Regions from separate parts of the Mus musculus genome. Here regions 1 and 3 are each linked to region 2. A link is a contact called in public HiChIP or PLAC-seq and promoter capture Hi-C data. All regions are on one chromosome and are shown on one strand. The core of a region is the stretch at or near the end of the contact, and the rest is flanking DNA. Distances in the headings are between cores, read along the strand shown.

Region 1 (4,271 bases), core at 1,102-3,601, 570 kb after region 2:
AGTAACCCAGTATTATCATATCATAAAGCAGACAGGCATGGCACTGGAGCAGTAGTTGAGAACTTTACATCTTAGGAAGGGGGAAAGAAGAAGGGAGGAGGGAGGAAAGGAAGGAGGAAGTGGGGAGAGAGAGAGAGATGTGGACTTTTGAAACCTCAAAGCCCACCTCTAGAGACACACCTCCTCCAACAAGATCACACCTTAGGAGTATGTGTGTGTGTATGTGTGTGTGTGTGTGTGTGTGTGAGAGAGAGAGAGAGAGAGAGAGAGAGAGAGAGAGAGAGAGAGAGAGAGGCCTAATCCTTCCCAAACAGTTCCACTAGTTGAAGACTAAGAACTCAAACCCATGAGCCTATTGGGGTCCTTCTCATTTAAATACCAAATGCCATAATCCAAGCACTTTGGAGATGGAGGCAAGAGGATCAGGAGTTCAAAATCATGGGCTTTTGCCATCCTGGGCTAACTGAGATTCTGTCTCAATAAACCAAAAACATCAGGCCAGTGGGAGGACTCAGTTTGTAGAGACGATTGCACAAAGGCCTGACAACCTGAGTGTGATCCCTGGATCCAAAATGGCAAGACTGAACTGACTCCTCAAGATTTGTCCTCTAACCTCTACATGCGTGTGCATCTGTGTGCATTGCTCACACACACACAAGCATGCTCATACACATACATGTGCACACACACACATGAACATGCTCACACACACATGTACACACATATACACACACGAATTTTTTTAAATACAGCTGGGAAAATGGTTCGACACACTGAGTGTAAGGACCCGAGTTTGATTCCCAAGCCCCACGTGACACCCAGGCACAGCAGCAAGCGCCCGTCATCCCTGAGCTAGAGAGCTGGAGACAAGAGAATCCCTGGGGCTTGCTGCCCAGCTGGCCTAGCTGGATTGGCACACTCCAGATTCAGTGAGACACTGTCACAGTGAGGTGGCAGAAGCCAGTGGGATGCCTCAGCTGGGGAAGCACTTACTGACAAGCCTGAGAACCTGCGTTTGGCCCCCAGACTCCACATGGTAGGAGGCGAGAACCAACTCCTCCTACCTTCATGTTCATGTCATGGTGTATGTGTATCCACATTAGATAAACAGATGTGACTTTCCCCCTAGACAGGCTGGCTCTGAACTGGGATATCCCCCTGCCTGTGCCCCTGCTTCTGCCTCTGCCTCTGCTCCTGAGTGCCAGGATTAAGGCATGTCCCACTGCTGCCTGGCTTTAGATCTGATTTTGTTTTAACTGAAAAATAAACAAATAGGGTGGAGAGTGACTAAGGAACACGCCCTAGGCCAATTGCTAGCCTCCAGATGCATGTGTGCACATGCCCACACACACAATTTTAAATAGAATAATAAAATTTTGCTATAAAAGAGTATGCCACATTATGCTGGCAAGTGGTACATCTGCTTGCCTCACCTCGTGATAGAGACCACATCAAGTCACTGACCAAAATATCAAGGATTGGGTAACTACTCTATCTGCACATCAACAAAACCATCAGACAGCACATTTCTTAGAGCACGTCCCCATTATGAAGCGATGCATAACTGCCTACACAGGTCACCACGCAGCCATGACCGTAAGACCGTAAGGTCCTGCTTGCCTCGTACCAGGGAACACAACGGCACTCATTCCATGCTTGTTTGAAATACGACAAGGCCTCCACACCTCACCCAGAACCACCGGTGGTCCAAGCAGAGTCCTCCATGAAGCCGAGTGGGCAGACCCTGCACTGGGGTCCAGCTAGGGGACACTGCAGAGTTCTCTTCTGCTCCTGCCCTTGTCAGTTCCATGAAAAATATTCCTCTGGCCACTTCCCTATCCCTTTCCCTCCCAATAGAAACCTTTGCATGGTTGGTGACTAACTTGCATATTGGCCAGGACTGTTCAGTTACTACCCTTGAGAACAATGACAAATTTATTCAGGTAATTGGGAGAAATACCGACCCCTCCCCACAAACAATCTTTCTTTTCCTTCCCACAAAAGCAGAGCCATAAAGAGCAGACAATGGTTACTTCCCCTGCCGCGGAACTTGACTGATGGTCTTCTGAATCTTTAAAACTGAGTCACCCGTTTCTTTCTTTCCTTCTGTCTTTTTTAAATCCGGGACAATTAATTATAAAAACCCATCTGCAAATGGTGCCCGTCAGCCCTGCTTCAAAAACATATTTCTTCTGAGACTGTGGAAAAAAAAAAAAACCCACTGTATTTAACTTTGATCTCAGAAACCTGGTGTGCCTAAAGATCAAAAGGACGTTCTCACTGGGGAGGCCAGGACAAAAGAGCTCGGTGCCAGTCCAAAGGGACAGCCTGACCTCCCACCCACCCACTGCTCGGCCTCCTGACTCAGCTCTGAGTCAGCCCTTAGCTCCTGCATAGTGGTCAGATAGCCTCAGTAGCAGCTTTTGAACAGCGAATGTGAAAGTCTCAGAAGCACCCTCCCTGAACCTCTGTCTGCCCAGGCAGAGGATGGGATACCAAGGTCTCCTTTCTCTTGCTTTGCTCTTCCATAGAGCTTTGCACGTTTGCTTTGTCTTCTGAGACAAAGGTGTAACTACATTTCCCCAAGCTGGCTCTGAACCCCTGGCTAAAGAGACCCACCCTACTCCTTCAGTAGGAGTGGGACAATAGGCACAACACCAATTTGGCTTTCTCAGGCTTTAAAGAGTCTAATCTTGCTCATATATTTTTTTCTTTAAACAAAGACATACGGATCCCAGGTATTACATGGGGTGGGGTGAAGGGGGTGGGGGTGTGCAGTGTGCATGGAATCCTGGTGATGGGGTGGACTTAAGACAGGCAAGTTTCTAAACACTTTCAGACCAGAGTCTCCACCCCACCCTTGTAGCTCTTGTTTGTCACTGGCCAGACTCCTCACCCTCAGCCCTCCCTTCCCAGCAAGCTTGATTCTGGAAGGGACAAAAAGAACCATCTTTGGGCTCAGCCTCCATTTTCTGGATGTCTCGCACTTTTGAAGGTGGCCAGGACTTCGCCTCAGTAGACCCCACTGGAGGAGGCACAGCAGGGAATCAGGTGGGCTTGTACTCCGGGAACACTCTTCCTGTGAGACAGGCCCAGTGACCATAGGATCCCTCCCATACCCTGAAGGCAGCGTGAGGTGTGGCAGCTGCTACACAGGATGAGATTCAGCAAAGAGCACACAACATCTGCCCTTGAGCAACTGTTCAGCCTGTGACAGTCAGGCAGCAAGCTTAAACCTGTCCCCTCCTGAAGGATTCAACATTTTCCATGCAGTGTTGCACACGAGGCCACACGTCTCCGCCAGGAGAGGGTATTAGCAGCCACTGCACATCTGCTCCACGCTGTGGCTGTGTTCTCCCCACTCTTCCATACTGCTATCTTGTCCAATCTCCAGATTCCTGGGGGCCTTAAAACTACTCACAATCCTGGCTATTTGGAAATAAAATATATTCCTGATGCTGAGAACAGAGAGGAGAAATAAATCGTTCTAGAGGGCAAAGAGAAACTTTAGAAGGCCTTGAGAAACCACTGGGAGTTTGATAAGCAGATTGCCCAGAACCAGTTCATAAAAGGGGCACAGTACATTTAAGGAATTCAGAAGGGAGCCACCTGGGGGACGGCTGGGGTCTGAAGTCTCCTTACACAGCAAGAAAGGAAGGGAGCCCCACAGGGAAGAGGCGGTGTATGAGACCCTCCAAGAGGATGGATCAGCACTGGCTCTGCTGACAGAGGAGGCCCCTGCTACGGTATGTGCAGACCAGGCTCCAGTCTGCCTCCCGTACCAGCCTCGATGACGACGGCCACATCTTTTCCTGCTTCTGTTTCTCCCTGCAATGACCTTGAGGAGGAACCAGCTCCCGACACCCAGCTCCTGCTTCATCATAGAGCATCACAGACAAGGGAAGACGGGCACCTGAGGATTGTGAGTCTTCCTGGCCCTTGCCAAGGCATGTCACATGCAGAAAGGAACGTGTCATGTCACTGCGTCCCAGGCTCCTAACAAGACTCTGCAGGGAGGACAGAAGTACCTCAGGTGGGACTAAAATCAGGAAAGAATGCAGAATCTCCCTGCCAGTTTCTCAAAGTGTGTCCTTGCCCCTTGGGGCACATGGTGTGTAATCTAGCCACAGCTTAGTTGCTGGCTGGTTGGCTAGGGTTAGGCTTCTATAGTGTCTTGCCTAGTTTTGTTCATTTTTGAGACAGGCTCTTGCTATGTGGCCCTAAGCTGGCCTCAGAGTGATAGTGATCCTCCTGCCGCAGGCTTCAAAAGG
Region 2 (4,933 bases), core at 239-2,738:
AGGCGCAGAGCCCCAAACAACAAAGAGCAGAGCAGCAAGCAGGAGCCCCTCCCCCGGAAGGTTGGGGGTCGTGGTCGAGGCCCTTCAGGTCCCCTCCCCTGGGGTCTCACCATTTGTTCCCTAGTCGGCCCCCAGGGCGGAGAGTCAGAAGCAAAGCTGCCGCCACCGCCCGGGCAGGTGTGACAGTGATCCCCGTGTCCCCAGGGATCCCCCTACCAATACACTGAGGTGGCCAGAGTGATACACACGACAGCTCGGCAGGGAGAAGACAAGGGCAGCAAGGACTGTGCAGAATGATGGCCCGGTCCGGCAGCCGGCACCGAGCCGCCGCGCCACACACCGGAGGAAACCACACGGCCGCCCTGACACCCGCCCAGACCGCGGCGGCGCCAAGAGCCACCCCAGCCCAGACAAGACTGGCCACGCGGACACCGACCGCAGCCCCCTCCCCGATCCGCCGCCCGCTCCCACCCCTAGACGGTCGCCGACGCAGACACACAAATCACACACAGACACACGCACACTGACAGCCGCGCACGCCCGTTCACACTCAGTGCCATACGCCGTCCCTAGCTTCAGTGCGTGTGTGTGTGTGTGTGTGTGCGTGTGTGTGTGTGTGTGTGTGTGTGACATGCCGACATCTCTGCCTTCTTCCTTCTCACCAGTACCCTGCGTTCCTAGGGCCCCCCAACTTCGCGACCCTGGCCCGGCTCACCCCAGCAGGGCTTATTCACACAACCAGAGCAACCCCTTACCCTTCGTCCTGAGGAGGTGGAGAATCGGAGTTCCTGCCTTAATGCCGAACCCCACTTTTAAAACCAAGAGTCTTAAGCAGAACCCCATCAACATTACAGGCTGAAAACAGGTCATCCTTCAGCTCCCAAACGCAGCGGCCTATCCCTAGCACACCGGTACTCACAGACTTCAACCTAGCCAAAAGGAGCGTGGATGGTGGGGGAGACTACGGGACAGAGAACACTATTCCATTGGCGAGTGTGGAGAGAAACCAAGATGGGGTTAGGGACCCCCAACAGCCTCCTCCGCACGGCCAGAGCGCTCTTTACTATGCCCCAACAGCTTCTCTCAGACACCCCCGAGTTTCACAGACGCCCACATAGTGCGTCCCCTCTCCCTCGCCTCTCGGTACCAAGCCTGTCTCCCAGGACTGCTGCCAGGTTCCCCTAGGACTTCTCGGGCCCACCAGCTCCCCCATCACTGACGCGGGACGCACGGGTTCTCCGGGTCCCCGACTCACTGCTGATTGGAGCTGTTCCAGTATACCGCATGCCGGTTTCCCAGTGCGCCCCCAGGCCCCTGGGCCAGCAGCGGCAGCAGCGGCACGGGCACGAGCAGCAGCAGCAGCAGCAGCGGAGCCGCCGCCATCCCCGGAGCCGCCGCCGCCGCCGCCCCCCGACTGAGCCCCGCACTCCCGGCTTCTCAGCTTCCCAGCTCCCTGCTGCCGCCGCTGCCAGCCCCCAATCTTAGTCACGCCCACAATCCTTCCCTCCGCCCTTCTGGGCGCGCCCCCGAAGCCCCGCCCCTGGCGCGCTCACGCGGGGCTCCGCCCCACTTGAGCCCAGAGCGCGCCGCGCGTGGGCGACCCATACTGTGTAGCCCCTTTAGGAACAACGCGCCTCTCCTCTCTCCTAGGTGATTTGCTGCAGAGGTTTGCGTCTTTAGGTCCCCCAAGCTTGGAGTTCACAGAAGGATTTGGAAGCCAAGACCTGGACATACATCTGGTGTAGGTCCACACCTTTCTCCATAGAGTGTGGGGGCGTTGAGCGAAGATCTACGTCTGGAATAAGCAAGAGTAGACCCATATCGGACCTCTACTTCCTCCACCCCTTTCCATGTGTGCAAGGAGTTAAATGGACACAAGATGGGGAAGCCTTCAGGTGGTACCAAGAGCTAACAGCTGGCTGCCTGAAGGCCCTCACCTGAAGCCAAACCAGAACACCTCAGCCCAGAGTGTCACCTTCTGGGGGCTGGGCACAGTAGCTATACTTCCTTAATCCTGACACTCTAGAAGCAGAGCCTGGCAGATCTCTGTGAGTTCGAGGGCACCTACATTGGTCTGTGTAACAAGTACCAGGCCAGGCAGGGCTACGCAGCGAGACCGTGTCCCCCCACCCCCACCCCCCGCCCCGTCTCAAAAAAAAAAAAAAAAGCCTAAGCCTTCTATGGTAATCCAGGGCAAAGGTATTTGGTGGTGGTGAGTTGCCAAGGCGAGTTGGAGCCAGGCAGGAATGGAGCAGTCTTCTTGGAAAGCCCACAGAGGTCCCCTCACTGCCTCCGATTCCCTCAGTGATGTCCTTAGGCACGCTCATTCCTGCTTCCATAGATGCTTTCTCTAAGGACAGAGGGCACCTTATATTCCAGCACTTGCCACAGCAGTTGTCTTCTTAGGGACATACAGGCACAAAGATGACATGCACACAGCGATGGGAGAGAAAAAAAATAAAGGTGTCCATATCCAGAAACAGGAGCAATGGACACTTGACATACAGTCCAATCTAGGCACACAAGGTGCCTATAGAGTAGAAATTGGTGTAAACATAGGCCCCTAGACAGAGACACTGACGTATACAGACACACTCTTCTCCCATGTGATTGACCCTCTTTGTGAGGGATCCAGAATACAGATCTACTAGGCATTCACCCCTTATCTTGTCTCTTTCCCAGAAGCCCAGACTGAAAGACAAAGCAGAACCGGGCCTTACTGGGTTCTTAGAACCCACAGCACCTGTGCCCAGGGAGGCAGGCACATTGCTGTTTTGTTGTGTTTCAAGAGGTAGGAAAGATAGCAGCACCTCAGTCAGTTACCTTTGGCAGTACAAGGCCCTGACCACACGCCTGCCTTGGGGGAAGGGCACCGCATGCACAGTAGGTACCATGCCTCCCTGCTGCTAGGCAAGAGTGGGTGCTGTCCTCCTGGGATACCTCTCCACTCCTGGGAGATACCTTCTCTCTCTTCTTGGGAGCCAGAAAATAAATGAGGCCCTTTGAGATGGGAGTGAGGGACTTTGCAAACAGCTCTCTTCATTCCCAAAGAGATTTGCTTCACCCAAATAATGCTAACTGCCTACTCCTGGGAGTTCCAGCCCCAGCCCCAGCCCCAGCCCCAGCCCCAGCCCCAGCCTCAGCCCCTCTGTGCCATACCTTTGCTTCAAAGAAGTAAGCGTCTCTCTGTAAGGCAGCGTCACCGGGTAGCCTGCCCACAAGCATACGAGTGCAGGGTGCTGGACTGGTCCAGAACTTTTTTTTTTTTTTTTTTTTGAAAACTTAAGATTTCTGTTTCTAGAATCTGGGCTCCAAACTGGGAATGTACTTATTGGTAGGGCATTTGTATGAGAGCCTAGGTTCAATCCCCATAACTGGAAAAATACACAAATAATAAAACCTGGCTTTAATTTAAAGATTTGTGTGATTTGGGCCCCATTCTCTAGAGCCCAGAAATTTCTCTTTAGAATGTTGTACTCCACCCTCTCTGACCAATAGTCATCCATAGAGCTTCATAGCGGGAGAGGCGGCTCACAGGTTAAGAACATTTTCTATTCTTCTAAGAGGACCCAAGTTCATTTCCCATGACCCACACCAGATGGTTCACAACTGTCTGTAACTCTAGCTCTGGTGGATCTTACACCTTCAAAAGGTACCTGTACTCACTCACACACACACACACACACACACACACACAAGGGGGGTCCACACATAATTATAAATAGTTTTTTAAAGGGGGGCTGTTTTCCTTGAACTGTTTCCCTTGTTTTCCTGGGACCCTCTTTGTTTAACCCTGGGTTTAAGACCATCTTTTTTTTCTCTGGCCAAAATCCGACTTTGAACACTCTGTGGGGCCTGTGTCTGTGGGATCTGATCCTCTGGTATTCAGGCTTCTTCCATGGAAGTGTTAGCTGACTGATTTGGGCCCCTCTATGAAGATTCTGTCTCTAGAGTGCACTCTTGGCAAGTGGTACTTTGTACAAAAAAAAAAAAAAGCAAACAAAAAACGTGCAACTTCCTTTGGTGGGAAGTGGGCTTATGTGTCTCCCCATCTTAGTAAGGGAGTGTGAGCTAATGCTAATGCCAGCTTCTTTTTGTGTATGTTGTAACTTTTTTTGTGCCAAGTACAAACTTCACAAGGGTATGAGGCAGTTCTGTGTATAGACCATGCAGTATATGCATCCCTAGCTACAGCTGTTCAAAAGCCCCAAGGGGACTGGGAATTTATGTATTTATTTACTAACTTACTTATTTGAGACAGAGGCTCTCTATGTATTGTTGGCTGTCCTGGAACTCATTATTTAGACCAGGTTAGCCTCAAACACTTGCGTCTGCCTCCAGTGCTGGGATTTTGGTTTTTCGAGACAGGGTTTCTCTGTGTAGCCCTGGCTGTCCTGCAACTCACTCTGTAGACCAGGCTGGTCTTGAACTCAGAAATCCACCTACCTCTGCCTCCCAAGTACTGGGATTAAAGGCGTGCGCCACCACTGCCCTTCGGGACTGGAATTCTTGAAGGACTCGGTCTTTCTGTGAGTGGGATGAGTTGCTCTTTGTGCCTAGGGCCTGATGTGTGGCAGGAGGAGTCCTCTGTCAGTGGGGAGTACACCTTTATCTCTATCTGTGACTCCAGTCACTCTTGACTGACCTGCGGTAGGAATAGATTATCTGTCTGGTGCTGCCAGCCAGTACGTATGTACACACATATCTACAGTACTGTGACATGGGACATAGGCAGTTTCACAAAGCAATACTGACCACTGCTGTAAGGGACGTGTCCTTATGACCGTCTTTTGTTTCATTCTTTAAAAGTGTAGTTAGGGACTGAAGAGATGGCTCAGTAGGTAAGAACACTTTTTACTCTTGCAAAGGACCTGGGTTCGATTCCCAGCACCCATATGGCAGTTTACAATCACCTGTATTTCCAGTTCCATGA
Region 3 (4,445 bases), core at 363-2,862, 670 kb before region 2:
TTGTGGCAGCAAAACGACAGACAAACGTTGAAGGGGAGGCTTCTACATCATTCCTAATGGGTACCTCTAAGATGACAAAAAGCTTATTGGCCAGAGAATACATTTTTGGGTTTGGTACCAAAGAGGCATAACGGGTGCCCTATTCTAAAGTGACAGGGAGAACCGACACCTGACCTGTTAGTCTAAACCGGGTGATGGACGTTAGTTATCCTGTGAAGTACTTGCATGAAAGGTCAAGACAGTCTCTGACCGATCTGGTTTATTCTCAGTTCCTCTTTGCCATCTCCAGAGATAAGCTTTGCCACATCCACCTCCTGTTTGGACTCCAGCTTCTCCGTTCTGTCACACCCAGAGTTGGTGATCAAAGATCAGACTTCTCCTGGGGACACAGCAGCCTGACTGAGAGAGCAGCTGCTCCTCCCTAGAATCTGTGGGCTCTGCCCCTGATAGGTCTCAGAAAGGAGAGTGTTCAGGCTGCATCCTTCATCCAGGTGTTCCATTGTGTTTGTGTGTGTCCTAGAAGAGCCACTCTCCTGGGTGCTGGCTACCGTTCTCCCGCCTACCTCCTTGAGGGCCATTTGTTCCATGCAGGCCTTCCTTTGAGGCCACAGTCTTGACCAGAGAGCTCTGAAGGAGCTGACAAGAACCTGCTGGGGCTCCCGCCGCAGGAGACAATAGATCACAGGGTTGAGGCAGCTGTTGCTGTGGGCCAAGCAGGTGGTGATGGGAAGGATGTAAGTATGAAAGGTGTAGAAAGTACTGTCCCAGGGCACCAGGTCAAACCTTACCAGAATTTCCCAGAGAGTGACTACATGGTTGGGAACCCAGCAGAGGGCGAAGGAAGCCACCAGGACACGGACAGAGCGGGCTACCACTCGGCTGTCCTGCCATTGTCGTGGCCTGCATCTTTGCTGCCGCTCTAGAAAGGCCAACAGCAGCAGGTAACTGGTGGTAATGACTCCCAAGGGCACGATGAAGGCCAGAACTACCCTCTGTAGCTGGTAAGCTCCCAGCCAGTATCTGCTGGGGAAACGCAGAAGACAGAGGCACACGCCCCACAACTCAACTTCAGCCCCAAAGATTGCTGTGGGCACAGTCACCAGGGCAGCTGCCACCCACACTGCCAGGGTGACCACACGGGCCCAAAAGACTGAGAGGTGACTACCTGGTCCCACAGCCATGGCTACCACCCAGTATCGCGCGATACTCAGTGCTGTGATTAGGAAGGTGCTGGCATAGATGCTGAGGACGGTGGTGGTCAGGACTACCTTGCAGAGGGCACTTCCGAAAGGCCAGTGGAAGTCCATTGCTGACTCGGTTGCCCAGAAAGGGAGAGTAAGGGCCAGCCCCAAGTCTGCTAGAGCCAGGCTGAAGACAAAGGTATCAGAAGACAGGCCGGGCACACGCTGACCACAGTTACCTAGAACCCACAGTACGGCCAAATTTCCCAGCAAGCCAATGATACCTACAAGTCCATAGGCCAGTGCAACCATGATCCTCAGAACAAGGAACTGGACAGGCATGGCAGCACCGTCAGTGCTCAGCACGCTGTCTCCAGAGCCATTGACCCAGAAGAGGGTGGGCAGAGAGGCAGAAGAATTGGATGTGGCCATCGCAAGACCGCGGAGGTTGCTAGAGCACAGCAGAGCAGAGGAACCAGGGAGTGCCCGCCTTCCGGCCTGGCAAGCAACCACCCGCCGCCGCTGTTGTCTCAGGAGAGCTCTTAGAAGAGCCCTTGGAATCTGGGTGTTGGTCTAGAGCTTCGGGTTGTAAGAGCCCCTGCCCATGCTCACACCTAAGAGGGACAGGTGTGGGTAGAACAGCCTGCTTCTTCCCAGTTGGACAACCGTGGTGGGTGGGGCAGTGCAAGGGAGGGCTATGTTCACACTGTCAACATGCATGTAATAGGGAAGGAAAGGGAAACAGTAGAGATGTGGAGCCAAACCAGAAGACGCTTTTTCTCTCTCCCCGGAGTGCAGAGAGCTCTCTGAGAAAAGGAGAGGTGTGAGGAGAGGTTAGGGAAGGAATATGGCATTAGAAAACCAGACTGGGAGTCAGAAAAAGAGAGAGGAACACACATCACTCAGAGTCCCACAGTTGCTGTGCCTTTCCTGTGTCTCTCTGATTGGGGCCCTGTGCTGCTTTGCTTAAAATGTTAATGGGGGCAGGCCAGAGATCGGGGCTGTTTGGGGAAAGGGGCCTGCTGCCAAGCCTGGTGATTTGAATTCAGTCTACAGGATCTGCATAGGAGAAGGATAGACATGCCACTCACAAGCTGCCCTTTGACCTCCACACTCATCTCACACACACACACACACACACACACACACACACACACACACAATTCTCCCCCCAAAAGTGTTAAGAAAATATACAATTCAGCGAGATGCCAAAGAGCTGTGGTCACTGCTACCTGCATGGCTGAGGCAGCTGGATCACCTGATCACCAAGGCCAAACTTGGCAGTACAACAAGGTATAATCTATATATAAATAAATACGCCCGTGGAGATGGCTGTCCCTGGAACCTGCCTACATAAAGGTAGGAGAGGACAGGCATCCCGGGGTTGTCTTCTGACTTTTATACATGCACAGTAGTATGTACCCCCCAGCACTACTAAATCTTCAAAATAAGATTAGATGGTGACAGGCTTAATGGTTTGCTGGCACACCCAGCCTGGTCTGTCTACTGAATTCCAGGCCAGACAAGGTTAGGTTCTGAAACCCTGTCTCAAAACCAAACCAAACAAGTTTGGGACTAGATATCAAGTACCTGCTTGTCGGCCCTGACAATGTGCACTGGGTGGTCAGGATCCACAAGGTGGGAGGAGAGAACAGATTCCTGAAAGTTGTCCTGACATTTGCCTGCATTCAGTAGCATACTGAACATCCATGCTCACACAGGCAAATACTATTTAAATAGTTTTAAATTGGGGCTAGAGATACCTAAGGAGTTAGTATCTTGCAGATGACCTGCGTGTGGTACCCAGCACCCATCTAGTATCTCACCGTCATCTATCACTCCAGTTCTAAAGAATTTGACCCCCTCTTTTGGTCTCCACTGGCTCGAATGTGCTACATGTCCATACGTGCAGACATACATATAAATAAAAATTCCTTACAGAAGTTAAATCAGATGAAGATAGTCCGTTGTTCAGGGAGCTAGCGTGAGTCCATACCTTGTTCTTTGCATGATGACTGTCATTTCAAGGGGAAGTTTGGAGCATTGGTCATGGAAGGAAGCAGGACAATGAACAGCTGTTATCATGCCAAGGGAACACTGCCAACTAAAACACAGGTCAGAATTCAGTGCAGTACCATGTGACCTTGATGCTAAGAAGGGGAAAGAAATGAGACGGAGGAAGTTGCAGTTCCCTGTATACCCCTTCTGGGCACATTGGACTTGTGAGGCCATAGGTGGATGACCACGGCCACACCTTCAGGTCTGCTCTACATCCCTGAACAGTCCTGCCAACCTGTCCCACCCCCACTGCCACTCCATTTTTCTGGTGTACTCAGAGCCCCGTCATATCCACATTCCTCCATATCCCAAGCCTCACTGTAGAGTTCTGGAACCTGAGAAAAGCCTTTACCACACCTCATCCTGTCTCCCCATGAGCTCAGTCTCAGCTGAAGACCGTCTCTAATGGCATCATCTCCTTTCTCTCCTCACATCTCTCTCCACGGCAGGAGCTTTGGGAGAGAGCATGGACTGGGGAGGTAAGAGTGAGATTTTTTTTTCAAGGATTCTGAGAGCAGTTCGGCACTCTTCTGCTGGTTAAGGAAGTATCTGGTACTCGGTTGTCTTGGGGTGCTGGGGGTGGGGTCAGAGAGGCATTTCAGAGAAGCTCTAGCCCATATGAGAACCCCAGACGTGAGAGAGTTGCTTTCTGGGAAACAGAATGTTGGGGTTTTGAGCAAGAGAGAGGTGGGATGAGGTTGGCAGAAGGCACTCAGCTGCAACCCAAGGGCTACCTGTGTTATAGCTGTGAAGAGAAAGGTGTCCTAGCAGTCAGGAGTCAAGGAATAATAGCACAAAGTCACTCGGCACAACAAACCCCACACAATAGATTTATTGGGAAAGACACCTCAGCTAGGGAGAGAAGCTACAGAGAACTGAGCAGAAGACACGTGTTATACAGCTTTTCTTGTGGGGCAGAGTTTTCCAGGGTGGGGGTTGGTGAGATTTCACAGCCTGAGCTTGTGCCCGGAGGGGTCTTCCTGACGTCATAGTCTGAGTCCGACTCATGTCAAGTATTCATTTCTTACGGCCATGCTGTTTTGGCCAGAATTGTATAGCCAGCTTAGGCACTCCAGCGACCCGGCTGCCGGTGTAGATCAGCAGAACACTGCTCCCTTGCTTGCTGCAATCCTCCAACCCCATCACTTGCACACAGAATAAAACCAAAACCATGCAGCTTAGGTTGGAGAGGGAGTTTACTGAGGA

What was found. Promoter capture Hi-C pulls out the DNA fragments that hold promoters and counts their contacts. HiChIP or PLAC-seq counts read pairs in DNA pulled down with a chosen protein or histone mark.
Region 1: an HNF4G HiChIP or PLAC-seq map of pancreatic cancer cells shows a contact between it and region 2. The contact joins the enhancer-like site here to the promoter of Efna3 in region 2. A contact is called at or near these places in 1 of 39 promoter capture datasets (hippocampal neurons), 4 of 115 datasets of contacts at active chromatin or transcription factors (T-cell acute lymphoblastic leukemia, embryonic forebrain, embryonic stem cells and 1 more) and 1 of 9 other capture datasets (embryonic stem cells).
Region 3: a promoter capture Hi-C map of liver shows a contact between it and region 2, with 2.5 times the contacts expected there. The contact joins the promoter of Rxfp4 here to the promoter of Efna3 in region 2. A contact is called at or near these places in 1 of 39 promoter capture datasets (liver), 1 of 115 datasets of contacts at active chromatin or transcription factors (pancreatic cancer cells) and 1 of 9 other capture datasets (pancreatic islet).

The regions. Positions count from the first base shown.
Region 1 is chr3:89,894,385-89,898,655 of GRCm38.p6, forward strand. The region is part of intron 1 of Il6ra (interleukin 6 receptor, alpha); the gene reads right to left. Among named protein-coding and RNA genes, the nearest start is that of Il6ra, 17 kb to the right of the region's middle. Within about 2 kb of position 2,352, at least 88 of the 459 cell types and tissues checked have an H3K27ac peak or open chromatin away from gene starts, as enhancers often do. A contact at or near this core is called in pancreatic cancer cells, where this site is marked.
Region 2 is chr3:89,321,451-89,326,383 of GRCm38.p6, forward strand. It overlaps Efna3 (ephrin A3), which reads right to left and starts at 1,489. Exons shown (of 5, transcript NM_010108.2): 1 at 1,256-1,489. The coding sequence starts at 1,383. It overlaps Gm34118 (a long non-coding RNA gene), which reads right to left. Exons shown (of 3, transcript XR_375829.3): 3 at 4,453-4,645.
Region 3 is chr3:88,651,530-88,655,974 of GRCm38.p6, forward strand. Rxfp4 (relaxin family peptide receptor 4) reads right to left here and starts at 1,613. Exons shown (of 1, transcript NM_181817.1): 1 at 369-1,613. The coding sequence starts at 1,613. The coding sequence ends at 369.